Linked DNA regions of Canis lupus: region 1 is linked to region 2. A link is a contact called in public Hi-C data. All regions are on one chromosome and are shown on one strand. The core of a region is the stretch at or near the end of the contact, and the rest is flanking DNA. Distances in the headings are between cores, read along the strand shown.

What was found. A called contact is a pair of places that touch in the nucleus more often than the background predicts.
Region 1: a contact with region 2 is called in a Hi-C map of blood, with 2.5 times the contacts expected there. The contact joins the promoter of OGDH here to the promoter of CCM2 in region 2. A contact is called at or near these places in 2 of 9 Hi-C or Micro-C datasets (both in blood).

The regions. Positions count from the first base shown.
Region 1 is chr16:14,107,870-14,111,495 of UU_Cfam_GSD_1.0, reverse strand. It overlaps OGDH (2-oxoglutarate dehydrogenase, mitochondrial), which reads left to right and starts at 1,590. Exons shown (of 24, transcript XM_038559555.1): 1 at 1,590-1,720.
Region 2 is chr16:13,908,052-13,911,805 of UU_Cfam_GSD_1.0, reverse strand. It overlaps CCM2 (cerebral cavernous malformations 2 protein), which reads left to right and starts at 2,489. Exons shown (of 10, transcript XM_038559531.1): 1 at 2,489-2,604. The coding sequence starts at 2,575.

The DNA.
Region 1 (3,626 bases), core at 341-2,840, 200 kb before region 2:
GTATAAAAATATCAAGTCACCATGGTATACACCTGAAATTAATGCTACACTCTTAAGGCAATTGTACTTCAATCAAAAAAAAAAAAAAAAAAAGATAATCGCCCAGTTTTTTTTGTTTTTTTTTTTAAGATTTATTCAAAGAGACAGAGAGAGAGAGAGAGGCAGAGACACAGGCAGAGGGAGAAGCAGGCTCCATGCAGGGAACCCGATGTGGGACTCGATCCCGGGTCTCCAGGATCACATCCCGGGCTGCAGGAGGCACTAAACCGCTGCGCCACCAGGGCTGCCCTCACCCAGTATTTTTATTTTTATTTTTATTTATTTATTTATTTTTTTAAATTTTTTTTTTTAATTTTTATTTATTTATGATAGTCACACACAGAGAGAGAGAGAGAGGCAGAGACACAGGCAGAGGGAGAAGCAGGCTCCATGCACCGGGAGCCCGACGTGGGATTCGATCCTGGGACTCCAGGATCGCGCCCTGGGCCAAAGGCAGGCGCCAAACCACTGCGCCACCCAGGGATCCCTCACCCAGTATTTTTAAAAAGCTAAAGCCAGGGTCCCTGGTTGGCTCCGCGGTTTAGCGCCGCCTTTGGCCCGGGGTGTGATCCTGGAAACCTGGGATCGAGTCCCGCGTTGGGCTCCCTGCATGGAGCTTGCTTCTCCCTCTGCCCGTGTCTCTGCCTCTCTGTCTCTCATGAATAAATAAAATCTTTTAAGAAAGGAAATAAATAGTAACCAGAATGTAAGTAAGTTGGGACCCTCGCATCTTGCTGGTGGGGACGTGATGCGGCCGTGGCAGGCGCTGGAAAACCCAGCTAGGGCTCCCCTCCCAGGTACACACACAGTAGGGGTGGACACCCGTCCCGCACCCCACGGGTGCTTGTGGGCCAACCTCACCGCAGCACCATGCACAAAAGCTCAAACATGCAAACGACCCCAACAGGGAATGGGCACAGGAGCGGCAGAGGAGCCACAGGACGGGCTACTCTCTGCTAGTAGAAACGAATGGCAATCAGGTCGCCCGGGGACTCAGCGATTGCACGTCTGCCTTCAGCCCAGGGCGTGACCTCGGGGTCCTGGGTTCGAGTTCCGCGTCGGGCTCCTGCATGGCGCCTGCGTCTCCCGCTGCCTGTGTCTCTGCCTCTCTGTCTGGTTAATAAATAAAATCTTTAAAAAAGAAAACAAAAAAGGGAATCCTGACTCCTGCTCCAACGTGGACCCACCTTCAGCACATGCTCAGTGAAACAAGCTCCGAGACAGGAACCGCACCACCGCACCCGCACGAGGCCCAGGGACAGGAGTAGCGAAGGGTGCTGGGAGCGGTTACCGCTCGGACCGGTCCCCACTGGCCCCCCATCCCCAGGAATACCCCGACCCCACGGTCGCCCAGCTGCCCGCGCACAGCTCGCTTCCTTCCTCACGGGAACGACCTCCGGAGGGAAACCGCACTCGCACACGCACTCGCCACTCCTCCCCCGGCGGCCACCCGGCATCGGGGCCGCAGAGACCCAGCCCGCCCACTGCAGGCCCCGGGCCCACGCCACGACCACGCCGGCGCTGCTCTGTGACGTCAGGCCACGCCCGAACGGCCGGGGCGGACCTTCTTCTCCAGGGGCGGGACTGCGTGCTGACGCCACACGCCGGGGCGGGATCAAGAGTTTGGTGCCCCGGAGTGGGGTGTCGGCGCCTCATTCGGGTGGAGCCGAGCCGGGGACAGGTAAGCGCGCGCTGCCGCTGGGCCTGGGCTGGTGCGGGAGGCCCCGCGCCCTCGGGCAGGAGGCGGGGGGTGTGGCAGAGGGCGAGGGCGCCGCAGCCTCGTTGTCGCAGGCGCCGCGGTGACAGGGAGTGAAGCCGGATGGAGCAGAGCTGACGGCGGGAGGTGGGCGGGACGGGGCCTGATGGACGACCATGGCAGCCAATGGGACGGCGAGGGCCGTCTGACGGGCGGAGATTGGCGGGCGCTGGCGCGCGCAGACGTCGCGGGGGGCGCGCAGTGGCGCGCTATTGGCTGTGTGGGGCGTGGGGCGGGCCTCGCGGCGGATGTGAGGGAACGGGCGCCGCGGCCAGGGTGACCCCCAAGGTCGGGGAGGCGTCACACGGGAGCCGCCCGGCGCCGTCCTCTGCCGGCTCGGAAGGGTGGCGCGCCCTTGATGGAGCGGCTGCGGGCCGCGGGCCGTGGGGCCTGCTCCGCCCGCCGCCGCCCTGGCTGCGCGCCCCGGGAGACGCCCTTGAGAAGACCGAGGGCAGCACCACGAGGACTCAGTATTCCTCCGGACTCAGAACTCCCCCGTACCCCATTTTCTCCTTATGATCCTGGGGAGACGCCCTTGAGCACACCACCCGCAGCACCCCACGGACTTAGTACCTCTTCGGACTCAGGACTACTCTTTACTCCTTCACCCTGTGGTCCTGGGGGGATAACCTTGAGGGCAGCACCCCCAGGACTTAGTACCTCTCCGGACTCAGTACTACTCTTTACTACTACTTCACCCTGTGGTCCTGGGGGGACAACCTTGAGCACACCACCTGCAGCACCCCAAGGACTTAGTACCTCTCCGGACTCAGTACTACTCTTTACCACTCCTTCACCCTGTGATCCAGGGGGGACGACCTTGAGCATACAACCTTCAGTACCCCGAGGACTCAGTACCTCCTCTCTTCCCTGTGGTCATGGGGGATCGCCCTTGAGCACACCACCAACAGGACCCCAAGGACTCAATACTCCTGGACTCAGTACTCCTCCGTACTCCTCCTTCATCCTGTGGTCCCAGGGGGACATTCTTGAGTACACCACCCACAGTGCCCCAAGGACTCAGTACTCCTCCAGACTCAGTACGTCTTACTCCTCCCTGCAGCCCTGGGGAGATGCCCTTGAGCACACCACCCGCAGCACCCTGGGGACTCCGCACCCATCCAGACCCAGTATTCCTTTCCCTCTTCCCTGTGATCTTGGGTATATGCCCTTGAACTCACCATCTGTAGGACTCCAGAGACTTAATACCCATCCTTCTCTCTGTGGTCCTGGACACCACCCAGTCTCAGTACTCCTCCCTAGCCCTCCTTCTCCCAGACGTCCTGGGAGGATGCCTTTGAGCACACCAAACCCAGAGTCCCTTGAACTGTCTACTTCTCCAGACTCAGTACTTCTTCTTACCCCTCCTTCTCCCAGTGGTCCTGGAGGGATGCCCTTGAGTACAACACCCACAGCGCCCTGTGGACTGTCTACTCCTCTAGACTCAGTACTCTTCCTTTTCCCTCCTCTTAGACATCCTAGGAAGACGCCCTTGAGCACACCACCCACAGAGGCCCATGGACTGTCTACTCCTCCAGACTCAGTACTCCTTCTTACCTCTCTTTCTCCTAGACGTCATAGGAGGACGCCCTTGAGCACACCACCCACAGAGCAGTGTGGACTGTCTACTCCCCCAGACTCGTACTCCTCTTTACCCCTCCTCCCAGTGGTCCTGGGGGTACACCCTTGAGCACAGCACCCGTAGTGCCCTGTGGACTACTTCTCCAGGTTCAGTACCCCTGCGGCATACCATGGAATCAGTACCCATCTTTCTCCCTTACCTCATACCCATTCTTCTCCTTGCAGTCCTGGGGTGATACCTTTGAGCACA
Region 2 (3,754 bases), core at 1,240-3,739:
GAGAGAGGGAGAAGCAGACTCTCTGTTAAGCAGGGAGCTCAGACGATGTGGGATGACGCAGGGCTCAATCCAAGAACCCTGAGGACCCTAGGGCCCTGGCCCACTCACTGAGACAGCCCCTATCATGTCCTTTTATAATAAACTGGTAAGCAGTAAGTGAACTGTTTTCCTGAGTTCTGTGAGCCACTCTAGCAAGTTAACTGAGCCCAAGAGAGGCTTGTGGGAGCCCAGATTAATAGCCAATTAGCACAGGTAACAGCCTGGACTGCTGTTGGCATCTGTGTGGGCAGTCTTATGGGACTGAGTCCTCAACCCCTGGGATCTGATGCCATGTCTGGGTAGATGCTGCCAAGTGAGTTAAAGTGTGGGACATTCTGCTGGAATCACAGAACTTCTTGGTGTGGGGAAAACCCTTGGACGTCTGATGTCAGCAGTGTTGAGAGAGTGCCAGCCATGTAAGAGCAAAGGAGGCACAGGAGGAGAGTGGGTTTTTCCTGACACACAGGCTAAGGGGAGTTTGAGGAGTGTTCTCTGCTGCAAAATATGTGAAGGTACATGAGTGGGAGACTAATTGCTAGGTCCACTGCCTTGTTTGTGTTTGGGGATGTGGCTGCTAAATTAGTGCAGGAGATAGAGTGAGGGACACCCAGGTGGCTCAGTAGTTGAGCATATGCCTTCTAGCTCAGGGCGTGACCCTAGGGTCCTGGGATCGAGTCCCATGTCGTGCTCCCTGCATGGAGCCTGCTTCTCCCTCTGCCTGTGTCTCTGCCTCTCCCTCTCTGTGTCTCTCATGAATAAATGAATAAAATCTTAAAAAAAAAAAAAAGGTAGAGTGAAAGATGTTTTCACCCACCTCCGCTCTATGTGCCAAAGGACCTGGAATATGCCTGGGGTTGCTATACAAACAAGTGTTAAGTATAGCAGAGCAACAAAGGGTTGGCTGGTTAAAGCAAGGAGAGGTCTGAAGAACACGAGGATTCTAAATACAAGATGCAGCTACTACTCTGAGGGCTGAGATGAAGCTCCCAGAGAAGAGACCCCTTCCCCCCAGGGCTGAGAGCCTAGCGACAGCTCCGCACATGCTGGAGAAGCACCCGCAGGACTCGCTGGGAGTCCTTGTAGAGCCTAGGGAAAGCTGGTCACGGAGGGTTGCTAAGTTCCCTCGGAGGCAGGTGCTCCAAGGCCCCGGAGCTGTGAGAAGCTGCCCCTGTGGCGGGGAGGCCGCAGAGGCTGCAGGTGCCTGCCTAGGAGCTCCCTGGAGGCCTTGCCTCCCACACCGCCTCCCAGTGCTTCCTGCTGCACAGCTCTGCAGCGCTGGGCCATCCGGGGACAGAGGAGGCGCAGAGGGCCTGGCTCCAGTGCAGGGTCCATCGGGGACGGGGGAGGCTCAGAGGGTCCGGCTCTAGCGCGCAGGGCAGGAAAGGAGCACGAGCGGAGCTGGAAGGGATGCACGGACAGCTGGCAGAGGTCACCACTTAACACAAGTGTCAGTTCACTCTCTAGGGGCGCTGCAAGGGGCTCACTGGCAGCTCGTGGCGGGACGCGGCCGACCCCAGCCTGCGGAGGGGCGGACGTTGACACAGCCTGGTAGCTAGTGGCCGGTTGCGCTTTGTCCCGACGGGGGCCAGGAGTTGCGTCCTACCGCACCCCACCTTCCTGAGGGCTTAAGCAACACGGGTGCTGAAGCGCAGGAAGGCTTAAAGGGGCGTCACTGGGGCCCTGAAGGTACCCGGCGAATTGAGAAAGAGAAAGGAAGTAGCTTCGCCCCGCCCCTTCCTACCAGCCCCGCCCACCAGAGTCCAAGCCCCGCCCCCTCCCCGGCCAGCCCCGCCCCCTCCCCTCCCCGGCTCCGCCGGCCCCGCCGGCCCCTTCCCCACAGGCCCCGCCCCCACCTTGCTGCCGGCCCCGCCCTTCCCTCCCTGCTAGCCACACCCCTTCACGCAGGCCCCCCGCCTCCCAGCCCCTCCCCACCAGCCACGCAAGCCTCACCTTCCTGCGAGCCCCTCCCTCCCCACAGGCCACGCCCCTCACCTACTGAATAGCTCCTCCCCCTCATCGTGGCCTCGCCCCTGTTTCCCGTCGGCCCGAGGCGGCGGGGTGGGGGCGCCCTTCCCGAGCGCGAGGCACGCCGGGAAGTGGCTGCCCTAAAGATGGCGGCAGAATTGAAAAGTTGAAGCGGTTCCTGGAGCCCTGAGAGGCAGGGGACGGGCAGAGGACGGGCTGGGGCGGGGCTGGCGCTCTCCCGCCCTCCCTGAAGGGGTGGGGCGGGGTAGGGGCGCGACAGGCGCGCTCCCGCGGCCGAGGGGGCGGGCCCAGGCGGGCGCGTCCCCGGGGGCCCCGAGGGCGGGGGCGGGGCCGGGGGCGGGGCGTCGCCTCGGCCCGGAAGTGCGGGGTGCGGGGTGCGGGGCGCGGACGTCCCCTGGCGGCCGCGGCGGGAGACTGCGGCCGCGCGGGCTGGAGGCGCAGGAGCGGCGGCGACGGCGGCCGCGGGGCCGGGCGAGCATGTAGCGGCCGCGGGCGGCGCGGGGCTCCCGGGGCGGGCCGGGCCGGGCCGCGGGAGCCGCTCGCGGCGACATGGAGGAGGAGGGCAAGAAGGGCAAGAAGGTGAGCGGCAGCGGCAGCGTGCTCCCCGGGCCGGGCCGGGCTGGACCCCAGGGCGGGGCGGGGGGGCCGAGGCTGGACCGGGAGGCGCCGCCGCCGCCGGTCGGGGGGAGGTCGGGGGACAGCGGGGCCGGCAGGCTGGGGCCCCCGGCGGACCTCGCGCGCTGGGCCCGGGCGGCGGGGGTCGGTGTCCGCGGATGCGCCGGGAGGCGAGTCCCTGGACAATGGGGCTAGGTGGTCCTCCGCCCGGCCCGCCCCGCGGGGAGGAAGGAGCCACGCCTTTCCGCCCCTTCCGGTCAGCGCGTCCCCCAAACCCGGGCTGTGCACATGGCCCTGCCCGCGGGCTCCGCCGGGCCGGGGAGGGGGCGCGCGCGCGGGCGGGCCCCGGGGGCTCTCCAGGGCCGGGGTCTCCGCTGCCCAAGGGACCTCTGCGTCCTGATTCCGAAGAAGGGAGAAGCTGTGCTTAGGGACAGCTGCTCGCGGCTCGCTCAGCGTTTGCAGGGTCACTCCATTTGGCGCTTGGATTTCGGACACAGTTTAAGGGGCTCCTTAGTTTGTGTCCTTTTACAAATGTGGCTTTAACTGTAGGCTGGAGTAGTTGATAAACTCATTTTCAGGAGACTAATAGCGGAGAGGCCATTAAGAAAAAAACCAGATTTCAATGAAATTTCTCCTTTCTCAGGTAGAGGATTTCTCATCTGCTGGATTTCGTTAATGTGCACTTCGGGTGCACGAGTTTCAGACTTTGGGAGGTCCTCTGCTCTCCCCAGTCTGCACAGCCGGCTGGAGGCAGCTGTGCCCATCCTCTGACTCCGCACCTTGTTTCACATGATGCACCATTTTTGGAAGGCTGTGCTTGAAATCCGGTGTGGCCAGGTGGTCCTGGGGGATCGTGTGGCGCGCTCTCTCTCTCTCTCTCTCTCCTTGCTGTGTCGTGAATGTGTGTCTCATTCAAGTACGGTACCAGTTGCAGTTCCTAAGTCTGGAAAACAGCCCGAGCAAGTGATTCATTCTGCCAGCGCTAGACTGCAGGGGGGTGCTGCCCACCACAAAGGGGGAGAGCTGAGCTTAATGTTTCTGCCACAGCTGGGAGAAGGCTCCACATTGCATCTTCCCCTGTTATACAGCAGGCAGGTGGACCAGGGCCCCCACC